2 separate regions of the Gasterosteus aculeatus genome follow, and region 2 is linked to region 1. Evidence: chromatin contacts called from public Hi-C data. All regions are on one chromosome and are shown on one strand. The core of a region is the stretch at or near the end of the contact, and the rest is flanking DNA. Distances in the headings are between cores, read along the strand shown. Region 1 overlaps rapgef2b (Rap guanine nucleotide exchange factor 2b). Region 2 overlaps rapgef2b (Rap guanine nucleotide exchange factor 2b).

Region 1 (6,165 bases), core at 1,852-4,351:
TAACAATGCGTGCCGTCTGAAAGTAGAAAACGGAAGCCGCCTCACCTGGTCGCCGCGCTTAAGGCCGACCTCCGCCGCCTTGCTGCCGGGCTCCACGGCGTCGAGGAAGATGCGGAAGCCCTTCTCCTGCCCCCCGAGGAGGCTGAAGGCCAGCGGCGAGTCCCTGGACGGCTTGGTCAGCGTCACCAGCCGCGGCTTGGCTTTGGCGGCGCACGCTATGTTTAACAGTCGGAGGTGGCCGCACATTTTCTGCGGGGGAGAAAAAAAAAACCCGCGAACGGCGCGGACGCGAGGGAAGGGAAATAAGTCAATTTGAATGGATCCACGGACGAACCCCTCGGCGACCCGATCGACTTACTTCTTTTTCCAGATTGTTTTCAAACTCTTCCAGAAAGCGAGTCATGGCGGAGTCGCCCTCGAAGTCGTTGAAGTGATTGTTTACCCACAGCAAGACCACCCGCGTAACCTGGAGGAGATCACATGATCAGCAGGGGTCAGCGCACAGTTTCACGGCGGCCGTGGCGTGTTTGGGTGCAAAGACACGCAGCTCCTACACGCGTACCTTGTCCCTGAGACTGGGGTCGTGGAACCACTCCAGGAGCTTCTTGCCCACGACCATGGGGCTGGAGAGGAACGTCCTGTAGGTCAAGAGGAAGTCCTCGATGTAGGTGGGGTCCACCACCGAGTGCTCCTCCACCAGGTGCATGGTGAGACGCTCCGACGTGCCCTGCGGGTTAACATCGTTGGCGTTTGAAATGCAGTCTCTTTGGAGCCCTTGAGACTTTGAGGGGAAAACGTGGACGGACTCGTCACCTTGATGACGATGTGTCCTTTGCGGGTGCCGGTGCGGTCCAGTTCACGGTGCTCCTTCACCATGACGATCTCGCCCTCCTCCTCGACCTTCTGCATGTTCTTCTCCACCTGGTTGAGGATGCAGCAGTAGTCCTGCTGGGCTATGCACACAAACTGGACGAGACCGGATGAATGAAAGAGTTAGTTCGACTCACTAACTAACTTGGACACACTAACATGCATTTTAAACATCAACGACAATCCTGTGAATAAGAAAAAAACTATAAATATTGACCTGTTGGAGACATCAAAGTAGATTGAAAATCAAATAGACAAAAGGAAAAGCTACTAAAGTACAGATCTTACATGAAAACACAGATTTCACTCATTAAGAGCAACATTTAACTCATGAGGATGAAAGTGTATTCGGTTCTTTATTCCCATTAAACACATAATATGCAATAAATAGGATGTTGCCCTCTACGATTCTCTTTGGAAAAAGGCTATTTCTCACATTTAACTTCTGCAACTTACTGTCTGCCTGCAGTCACAGTGGGAGTTAATAGGATAGAAAGTGGACCTGCTAGCCCCGAGACCATGACACTCCCACAAGAGCCCACCTGGCAGTCGTCCACCTTCGTCTTCATCACGCCCTTCATGTATTCCTTCTCCATGGTTGGTGACACGCCAAAGCTGTTCCCCATACACAGGATCTCGGTCCGGCCCTCCGGGTACGTCACCTCCACCGAACCGTTGAGGATCACCGACCACGAGTCCAGCTGCACACGGGGCCACATTAGCAATAAAACCATAACAACTTTTACAATTACATTTAAGTTCAGCCTGGAAATATTCCCAACAGCTGGTGTCCCTTAATGAGTCAAAGTTATTTATCAGAAAGAACAAACTTCAAGGGGACCCTAACAGATGGGTTCTCTTTTCCCCACGAGAATATTAGAGCTGCAAAGCAAAGTAAAACCAGTAAAGTAAGTAATGCATGCAAAAAAGTGCCAATTGAACCATGACTTCTGGCGTTTCAGTATCGTAGAAAAACTAAACTTGTCTTCAGCGAAACCAGAGAGAACATGGGATGACTCCTCCGTTGCCTAAGGCGTCCGAGATGCAGGTTCCCCGCCATTCAGATTCAATAGAGCAGAAAAAAAGCATCAAATGGAGGGACGAGACGATGGTTCAGCTCCCCGAGACACAGGCGAGGTCTGCAGACCGGGCTGGCGTATGCATGAACGCGCATGAACGCGCACCAACACGCACCTCCTCTCCGTCGTTGAGAACGATGGTGCCGGCGCGTTCGACCACGGCGAAAACCATGACGGCGCAGAGTTCCCTCCTCACCGACATGGTCATGTTGGCAAACGCTGGCAGTTGATGCATGAACTCCAGTAATTGCTCTGCGAGAGAGACAGAGGGAGGAAGCGGAGGAGGTTGAGAGAGAGAGAGAGAATAAAAACAAGAAACTCGCACCAACTCAGCGCGAAGGAGGACGCGCGGCGCCCTCAGCACGCCGCCGTCGGCCCCGGAGGCTAACGGATCGTCAACACAGAGAAAAGCTTACAGAGGAATCATCATCCGGGTAACACAAAGCCCAATATCTATTCCGTCGGTATAAACCTTCGAGGCGAGCCGAGAATAACTGCTGACACTTCACTCGATGACCTCCGAGTGAGTTTAAGTGAGTTTATACAGTCGGTTCACACAGAAATGACCTCTGCGTCAAACAGAACCATTCAAACGGATGACACTGGCAACGGATTACTTCTTTTTTTCTAAAGAATCAGAATCACTACAACAAACTAGAATACATTCATTTCATGCTCAAGAGAAGATCCCGTTCTCTCCGGCGTCTGCTTCCTGCTGACCAACACAATGAATCAGTTACTGAATAATCCAGAGATCTCGCTTGAGACGACTTCTTCACAGCACAGCTACCGGGCACCGTTGGCGAGTACGTTTCTTTGTTTTACGCAACATTCACTAATTATTATATTTTTTTTCTGACCACGAGCTGAACTAAGCTCTTATAACAAAGAGGATATTTGTTTGGTTATTTTGGCGAATGGCTTTAATATTGGGTGTAAATACTTTTCATATACACTCCAGGGTGCAACACGTTCTGCAGCAGCCTTCACTGGAGGTCTAGAGTGGGAAAATACTCCTCTCTCTCTCCCTCCCCATCCGCCAGCTCCCCTCCCCTCCCCCCCCTGCATCAGTCTGCCGTTCTGGCTGACCTGTGCTTGGCACAGCAACAGCGCCGCGTGTGAAGCTGCGGAAGCTCTGAAAGTTTAATGTGCTTGGGAGAGGTGAGGCGAGAGGATGTGCCGGAGTGACCTAGAAAAGCCTGCCGGCAAAGGGAGGGGTCTCCCGCGTGTGGGGGGGAGGATAGTTTGCATTCACTCGCGTCGCTCGTAAGGATGTGGATCCATTGTGACCGACTCGAAGGAGAAAGGAGGGAGTTTTTTTTTTTTGTGGGACAAGGAGTACCGGCCCGGCCGGGAGCGCTGCTTTTGCTCTGCAAGCATTTCCTAAGAGAACAAACCCTCCTCCGAACCCTCGGTTCGTCCCCAACGTGTCTCCGTGTCTCACCGATGTCATCGTCGGTTCTGTCCATGGGGTCCTTCTCCAGGCAGTCGCGCACGATGTCCCGGCTCATGAGGGGGTCGGACGCTCGCTCGATGTCCTCCTCGTCGTCGTCCTCCTCCGAGTCGACGGCGGTCTCCGGCAAGCCGCTCAGGTCCATGTCGCCCGGTTCGTTTTCTGTGGCCTACGAACAGAAAACGGACGACGGGAGGAGTCGGTCACAAAGCTCGGCTAGGTGGGGGGGGCGGGGGGGCGTAATCAGGACGCACACAGACGCACCGCTGGAATCATTCGACGGTACAAACATCGGCCGCGACACATTTTCAACCAGGAGCGAAACAAAGAAGCCTCTGTAAAGATTTGACCCATTTAATGAAATGGATCAGACGGATTCCGGATCGCATGAGTAAGACAGGCGTCAACAGCACTCTGCTGTGCATAGTAACAAGGCAATTAACTCCCGACTTCCTCCTCGGCAGAGACCGCACCGCCTGCCTGGAAGCCAGATCCTGTTCTTTGAAAGCATGAGATGAAATGAGGGGGACGAGGGAAATTAAGCGAGATGAGGAGCAAGAGAGAAACGCAAAAGGACTTGTGAAGGTTCCTCTCCAGTCACACAAACCACGTCGCCTGGTTACAGCTCGGGCACCGTGAACCGCGTGGAACGGACCCAAACCACGGCGGCGTGGGGAGAAAGAAAAGGGCCTCCGGAGCTCCAGCACCACGGCGTGGAAAATAAAAAAAACCCTCCTCACCTCAACGTGACGGCCGGCCCGCCGCTTCCTGACGGAACGAGAAGAAAACGCCGCCTTCGCAAACGGCCCACAGAAGCCCAGAGCCAGACGCATCCTCGCCTCGCAGAATGTCCGCCTGCTCTGAGAGCCTCACAGCTCAGGTCTCCCACAGAAACCCGGTGTCATCCCCCCCCCCCCCCCCCTCTCAAACGCCATGTGCCAAAGGGGCCCATAAATGATTCACGCCGGTGTCTGAGTGGCGGACACGCCCTGGTGGGCGGGGTCGCCGATCTGGTTGTACTAGTGTGGCCTTCACGGATTGAGCAAGGGGCAGTTTATTGTGATTATTTACAAATCAATAGGATGTGTAAGTGGATGCACTAAAAAGCTAGTAAGTAATACACCTGAACACGTTCTATTTCACACATGGAGGCATCGGATGACGATCCGAGAGGCAGCACGCTGCATTCCGTTGTGTGTCTTTGTTTATGTGCAGCGTGACAGCTGTGCATCAAACATCCCTCAATGTGCAGTGAGCGTCACACGTCAGGCGCTGTTAATATTTCATCGGGGCTATTCTTGGATCAATGCTTTCAAAGTTCTTCTGAAAGACCAATTTCATGATTTATTCAGACACAAAACAGTGCGGCGTGTTGCCGGTGACGTGAGAGCGATGCGGAAGCCGAGGTTAAACTCCTTTCTGCTCAGAAAAACATGGAATCTAACGGCCTTGTTTCTTTGCACCATCCGGCTGCCTTGCGGCCTCAAGTGTGCAGAAGCCGTTTATTTAGAAAACAGCAGACACTTCGCCGGGGACCGAACGCCTCGACCTGCAGGGAGCAACGTGAGCCAATACAAGACAATTCAATACTTTTAGATTTCCATCGTTGCCAATCAGGCAGCCAGTGGAAAGAATAAACAGCATGGTTTCATTTTGATCAGAAGCTTTCGCCTGGTTGAATAGACCCAGAACGGAAATCTGTGAATTGCTTCTTCAGGTTTGACAGTTTGTCCAAAACCCAACAACAACAAAAATGACCCACTTGTTCTCCGTTAGTTGCGCATTCATTTTGCGAGCAATTTAACTAGTTGTTGACTGGCTCTGTGTTCAGGACTGCGACGAGAGGGAAGTTAACACAAGCGAAAGTAGATCACAGACGTTCGACCTGCTCCGGCCCGCCACAGCGAGGCCACACACACACACGCACACACACACACGCACACACGGGACCAACGCGCAATTACGAATCTGCATTCAAACAACGTGATCTAATGCGTTAAGAAGACGTCCAAGGAACACAAATTGGTTGACTGACGGCCCCTCGGCGTCGTCACAAGCCCACTTACACACACACAAATAGACACGCAGCAGGTGACAGGACGGGAGCCAATGGGGTGGGCGGCGTTTGTTAAGAGGATTAGTTCGCAGGGTCCGTCCACAGTCACGAGATTTCGTGTGTGTGTGTGTGTGTGTTCCTTTTGAGCTGAATCTTGTTTTATTTACTGCTGGTGGGGGGTTAAAATCGCTCGAGTACATTTGCATTTCCTTTTGTCAGTGTTTACAGATATTCGTTGCATACCAATAAATCAAAAAAGATTATATATATATATATATATATATATATGCATACATGTGAGCGAGAGAGGGAGAGAGAGCGGCTACGGTTGCTCTGTAATACTGAAGCAGGGCTACGAGCTCCTCTTCACACCCCCCCGGGCGCCACAGCTCCCTGGGAGTTCTGTACTCGTGCTTTGAGGTGACGAGAGGCAGTCGGGAAGCAGGCCGGCCCACCTGCTCGCAGCCCCCCTCCGCCGGCCGGCCTGCCTCCCGTTGAGCAGGGGACAGCGTCCCATTCGTGTCTCACGGCCACTTTGTCCGCAAAGCGTGTGCGTTCGCTCTCGAGCGTTCTTGTGCTGCTCAGTGAGAGGAGCCTGAGGTCCCCGGAGGCATATTTGAGTCTCGGCTCACTTAACGCACCCACTGAGATCAGGGGGGAAATGTTGCTATAGGTTTAAAGCAAGCCATCAAAAATCATACTATGGA
Region 2 (6,165 bases), core at 2,524-5,023, 35 kb before region 1:
GAGAGGTGTGACTTTGACTGTTTTAAAAATGTGCCTCTGATAATTCGCTGTCGAGCTCTGTGCAGTTTGACCAACAGCCAGCCAGGAATGTAGCACCCTGCGAAGGAGGGAGAACCATTCTTAATACGAACAGCCAATTTCTGGAAGGTGCAATAGAATATAACAAGATTAAGTGGCTTTTTTGTTTCAATTGAACATCGTGTTTCCATAGCGACCACTGCTGGCACAGTTAAACGTTATAATCCCCCATTTGTGTTGAGACAAAGCAAATATCGGCAACCATCTTTTATTGACTGCCCACATCTCCCAGTTGGACCATCATCTGTGAATCTCTTTAATTACAGCTGCTTTCTCATTATTGATTTCTGATTTAGCAGTTTTATATTATTAAATCAGTTTGCTGAGAACCAAGCTGTCCAGGGCGCTGCGAGGCTAATTTGATACTAATTCCTACTGTTTAGCTGCGCTCTTTTTCTTTCAAATTGACTCTTGTGGACTCTATTGTGTTCCTCAAATTCAGCAATTTAGGGAATACACGTTCGTATTCTTGACGAGAGTCAGATGAGAGGATTAAACCTTGAACTATTTTGGAAGAAAAAACGGCTTTCTCTAAACTTCAGTGCAATAAATGCCTGTTATCCACATCCCTCCTGAAAGTCATAAAACGCACAAAACCATGCTCTGCATTTTTAAATAACGCCTCTCGGTAGGTTGAGACCTTTAAATCACAAGCTAACACACTCAGCCATTGCGGGTCATTGAAAAGGGAGCACCAGCCTCCTCCCGCTGCATGCAAACCAGCTCATTGGAAGTCAGCTTGTAAATCAATCCACGGCTGGTTTTTCCCCTAAAAGAACCATTTGAATTCAAAAGCTCTCAAAGCGTGGCTCAGCTGTATTTATAGTTTGGGTAGCGCTCAAATAAGATCCTTCAGGGTGGATGAAAAGGAGCAGAACACAGGGAATGAGTCATTCGTTGTGTTACACGCTTCCTACACATTTTAAATTACAAATGAACGCACGTTTCTAGCATTTCATTTTCAGACTGAATGTAAAGCTTTTGTTTTTGAGTTGTCAGTGACTGTACGGATACAACATGTGTGTGCCTCATTACCGTTTAGACATTTAGAAAGATGTTTATTATTGAAAAAATATTAGAGCTGTCGTTAAACAAAATAAAAATTAATCGCAGATTTTCCCATTCATCAATTGCGATTAATCGATTATTTTTTCTAAAGACTAAATCTTACAACTAATGTGTAATCACTTTGGAAAGCGTGTATTTTAGACCCTGTTGTCTAATTGTATTTCAAACACAAAACTACTCACATGTGACCATCTTGGAGGTGGAACATGTTGAACCTGTTGTCCTCGTGCACTTTGCTCTCAACTCTTCATCATTTTAACGGCTGTGTAAATCTCCCCACATTTAGCCAGGACATCTTCAAACCACGGCCTTTTAGGGACACAGTGGTGGTCCTCTGCAGGGTGGCTGTTGAGATGGAAGTAGCTTAGCAGCTAGTTTAGCCTAGCGGTGCTTTAAGTGGCCTGTTTGTCCCTCAACCCCCCTTCGGTTTGACACGCTGTACGTCGTGCTTCGGTTGGTTTTAATTCCGATGCCAAAAGCTCTCCCACATTAGAGCAACGCGTTCATTTTCACAGCCCTCAAAAATATATACATGTTTAATATTATTATATCCTCTGGCTCAATCTAGAAATAGTGCAGTACCTTTTTTTTTTTTTACAAAAAACAAATATTTAATCATCAATTAGTGGTTTACAACTGAGCTGGGACTATTTCATGATTGAGACAGATTAATGTGTTGAACCATTTCTTCATGCTAACCTAACATAGCCTCCTCTATGTGAGACATGGGAGGTGCCTCCTCCTACGTGCCGAGAATAATGTGAGAAGATTGACTGGGATGCATGCAGAACATACTTGTCCCTGATTTTTCCTCCGCGGAAACTCCAGACGCCGAGCAGATGTTTTACCGCTCTGAGGGATCTTCTGTGTGCACAATGAATGACAAGAGAGTCATTACCGCGTGAGACGACGTGCAAGTCGCTTCTCAGAGGCATCAGGGCGCAGGAAGGCACAGATTTATTCATGGGACCAGTGCAGAGCTGCGAGACACACTGGGACGGCCTCTGCTGACGGATGTGCGACTGTACAACACCTCCAAAGAGAGGCGGGACGTCGCAGAAAGAGTCCTGTGGGAGATTGGCTTTGTTGCCTGCTTACAGGGAGGCGCCCTCCTCTCATCTATGTGCAGGTGCTCCTCACTATCTGCTCATCTCGTTGGGAGACGAGAGCCGCAGCAGCAGAGTCGAGGGAAAAAAGGTTCCTCTTCCACACGTAACACAGCTTATCTAAAAAAAAAAAATGGATTTATCCGTCCTTATTGCTGGTTTGTAGCATGCTTTCTTTTTGTGAGTGTATGATATCCCAAAGTATTGTTGTAGCTCAAAATAGTGGGGTTTTTTTACAGCGCTGAATGCTTTTTGGAGGTGGGATTGCGGTTATGGAAGCTAAAAAGGACAGAATCTGTGAAGAAATGAAGAAATGAGCTTTAGCCTATAGAAAATGTTTCATGTTATCACCTCATACTGAGAGCAGACACATTTCAAAGATGTAATAGAAAGGGTTTCTTACATAAAATATCTGAGAGAATCATGAAATGTAAGAATCCCGGGTAGGAACCTGCGGCAAATATAGAACCCCATCCTGACGTTACATCACAGGCTCTCTACAGGAGTGCTTGGTAATAAAACCGCACCAATTGCTTAATGAGCCGCGGGAAATGTGGAACATTATTCATAATCGGAACAACAAAATGCTGCTGTAAACTGCTCTCTTACCTCCACCGCCACTGGATTCCACGGCACCTGGACCCATTCATCTTTCTCTCCTCTTGGAGCTGAAGCGTCTGGCCTCCGCACACAGGCCGGAGAGCGCTGTGACATCTCCACTCCGCTCAGCTCCAGTGCTTCTGCCTTCATCCAATTTAGCATGAAAGGACTCCAGACGGGCCCCTAAATGTGACCCGCGGGCGCCCCGATTGGGCACGGCTCGACAACCAGCCGGCTATCTACTGAGGGCCATCGGCTGCCTGCTACCCCTCGATAAGAGCCGTTGCCCCGGGAAAGCTGTTCCATCTGGCGGCATTCAACAGCGAAGAGTGCCCCCTGGTGGCTCTTTGGGCACAGCGCAGTCACAGAGCCGAGTGAGCCGTGAACGCATCATCGCCTCCAACGGGGACTCAGATTACAGATTCGTCTCCTCTCTGATTTAATGCGGCTGTTTTTATCTCGTTGTTCCTGTTGCACATCCGTTATCTTTCTAATGCAGCCGACTGCAGGGAGATTGATTTTTTTTATTTTATTCTGCAGATGCTTTATCTCGATGAAAACAATTCTTTTGAGGCAAGATTTAAAAGAAAAAAAAGTATTTGAAGCCGTTTTTGTTGACACCTTGCGAATGAGAAATCAAGTGAATGAATGCATTAAAAAACATTTAAAAAATGGGTAGTTTGCAGATGTAGTAAAACAAACTAACATCACGCTTCCTTTCGAAGTCAGACCAGTTAGTCTCCTTATCAATAAAAAACAAATGCTACAGCGAACGGCAGCGCGCACGGAGCCGTTTGGTTATTTTTGCACAGACTTCCAAAGATACGGAACGTTGGCCCACGTTTCCAGCACCTTAACTCCCCAAAAATGACTCTTATCTCCCAGATCCTCCGCGAGGAGCTCCGCCCCCTTGTACGATTCGTGAGTGACAGCGCCGATGTGACGTCATGAGCCGTGACGCGGCAGAACGTCAGACCCGCGCAGCAGTTATGGCAACAACAATGAAGACACGTGCGGGTGTTTCAGAGGAAGCGGCTTCGCGATGCGTTTATGAAAAATAACTTTAGGACCATTTTGCACGTTACGTTTCTAACTGTAGAGACACGGTCGGTCATCGCGGGGAGGTTTGATTTGCGCGCTCTTGTGGTTTGAAATCCGGCTTGTTCTCAACAAGTAAAACATATTTATATCAAACTTATTAATGAACCCTTTTGTTTCTTTTGTTGCCATGGGTGATTTATCCAATGGTATAAATAAACATTTTTCGGCATTGTGTTTTATTCATGGTAGATCAATCTTCCTCTAAGTCATTTAAAATACAGGTTAATCTTAGCAATTACAGTAAAAACGAAAAAAAAATAAGCATCAAATGAAATGTATGATTAATATCAACAGCATGTATCCCCCAAACACCAATGACAACAGTCATTTTCCTTACAGGTGCAGTTGGATATATTGAATATTATTAAATCAAACCACAAATCAGAAAACAAACGTGTTGGGACTTGTTTCAAAGTTCTACAACAAGACAATACACAACCAGTAAATAAAAGCAAGGAGAGACTTTAATCTCTTTTTTATTAATTCTGACACACTCTGGTCAGATAGAAAAGTACGAGTTACACCTTTCAAATTGCTTCCATGACTTGTGCAAACACTAGACGGTATCTGGGGAAAAAAACTCTTCTGAAGGAGGAAAAAAACTAATAGACATCAAAATGCAGAAGAAATGAATAAGTGCATTTAAACCTATGTATTGATTCTTTATGCAGTATTTATTGATTCCCAGCTTCATATAAACTGGCTGTTGAGGCATAAACATAGTACATTTGAACAAAAATATAACCAATATTTACAATTATTGTATTAAAAATACAAAAACAACCGATACGTACTCCACCGATTGTCTTTTTAAAAGACATACAGGTCAAAGTAGTGAAAGAAGAAATGAAGAAAAGAAAGTCATCACCAGCTAAATGTACATTTCTCACTGACATCACACATCGACGGGGTAGCAGTTCTACCTACCACACTTATCTTTACGCTTGTACATATTTGTGCAACTTTTTGTTTTTCGAAACGGGACTCGGCCCGCTAATATGCACACTATCTTCAGAGTTGAATGATGCACCACTGTGTTACAAACAAATTATCAACAATCTATCCGCAGCCATTACAAAAGAATTACACTAACAAAAGGAAACCCAGGAATTCATTGGTGTTTAGTGACAGAGCGGGGGGGGGGGGGGGGGGGGGGGGCTCTGCACTCGTCTCTTTCTCAGTCTGTCGCCTCCAGGACCGATCAATGTGATCAGCGCGACGAAAGACAAGCGAACCTTCATTTGCACAACTGGATTTCTGATCGTTCCGACTGGCGGCCTCGAAAAAGAAAATCTTCAACTTCCCCACCGGAGTCTCCACAAAAAAAAAAAACACACATAAATCATCGGTCTTCGTTTGACGGCGAGATACAGAGGGACAGACGGATTCAGGCGTCAGCGATATGCAACCAGCGTCCACCGAGCTGATGTCTGTAACAGAGACGGGATTCGGAGGATGCAAACGGTCCAACGGGAAGAAAAAGCTCTGCTTCATCTTGTACGGAGTCGTAAGCTGTGAAAAAGCGTCTTGGTTGGCGCGGGGGAGCGGGTTGGGGGGGGGGGGGGGGGGTCTTGAATAAGGCATTTCACTCCACTTTTGCTCGATTCAAGACTCGATCTCTTGGAACAAAGGTGATTCGTGATGGAACAACCAGGCAAAGAAATGTACGCGGTCACGGCTTCGTAAGGCGCTTTGGACATTCACAGATTCACAAAAAAAAAAAAAAAAAAAAGGAGGATTTGCAGATGTTTTTATGTTGAAGGGGAGATACGTGTGTTATAAGACTCTGTACAAGATCACTGGTAGAAACGTAGACAGTTAAGTCACAATTTACAGGTTGGCAGCTGTTTGTCTGTGATCCTTCACCACAAAACAAAAAAGGGACGAGGCGACTTCTCGAGTCCGCTCACCCCCGACATCAGCGCTCACTTCCTCTCGGCCGCAGCGTGGCTTTAGTTACCGTGGTTACCTCGGAATCAGCAGGTGGCCAATCGCCTCTGTGCTTTTCGGTGTCGCCGACGGGCCAGTAACGAAAGAGGATTCTCCCGACGTAACAGCAAGCAACAGGGTGGAGGAAACACGGGCGACGTGGTTCACTCACACCCGGGTGTCCAAATGTCCGCTGACATCTCGGATTGTGCTGAAAGTGCTATTTCTCAGATAATGAATTGTGTGTGTTGGTTGGTTCCCCCTGCGGGGCTCCCCTCCTCAC

The links. A called contact is a pair of places that touch in the nucleus more often than the background predicts.
Region 2: a Hi-C map of tail fin shows a contact between it and region 1, with 2.4 times the contacts expected there. The contact joins two enhancer-like sites. A contact is called at or near these places in 5 of 6 Hi-C or Micro-C datasets (blood and trunk muscle, liver, skeletal muscle and 2 more).

The regions. Positions count from the first base shown.
Region 1 is chr4:2,519,202-2,525,366 of fGasAcu3.hap1.1, reverse strand. It overlaps rapgef2b (Rap guanine nucleotide exchange factor 2b), which reads right to left. Exons shown (of 29, transcript XR_013467536.1): 7 at 3,394-3,571; 8 at 2,065-2,201; 9 at 1,413-1,571; 10 at 814-966; 11 at 563-727; 12 at 359-466; 13 at 46-249. Among protein-coding and RNA genes, the nearest start is that of rapgef2b, 54 kb to the right of the region's middle. Within about 2 kb of position 3,101, at least 1 of the 9 cell types and tissues checked has open chromatin away from gene starts, as enhancers often do.
Region 2 is chr4:2,554,844-2,561,008 of fGasAcu3.hap1.1, reverse strand. It overlaps rapgef2b (Rap guanine nucleotide exchange factor 2b), which reads right to left. Exons shown (of 29, transcript XR_013467536.1): 29 at 4,414-6,165. Among protein-coding and RNA genes, the nearest start is that of rapgef2b, 89 kb to the right of the region's middle. Within about 2 kb of position 3,773, at least 4 of the 9 cell types and tissues checked have open chromatin away from gene starts, as enhancers often do.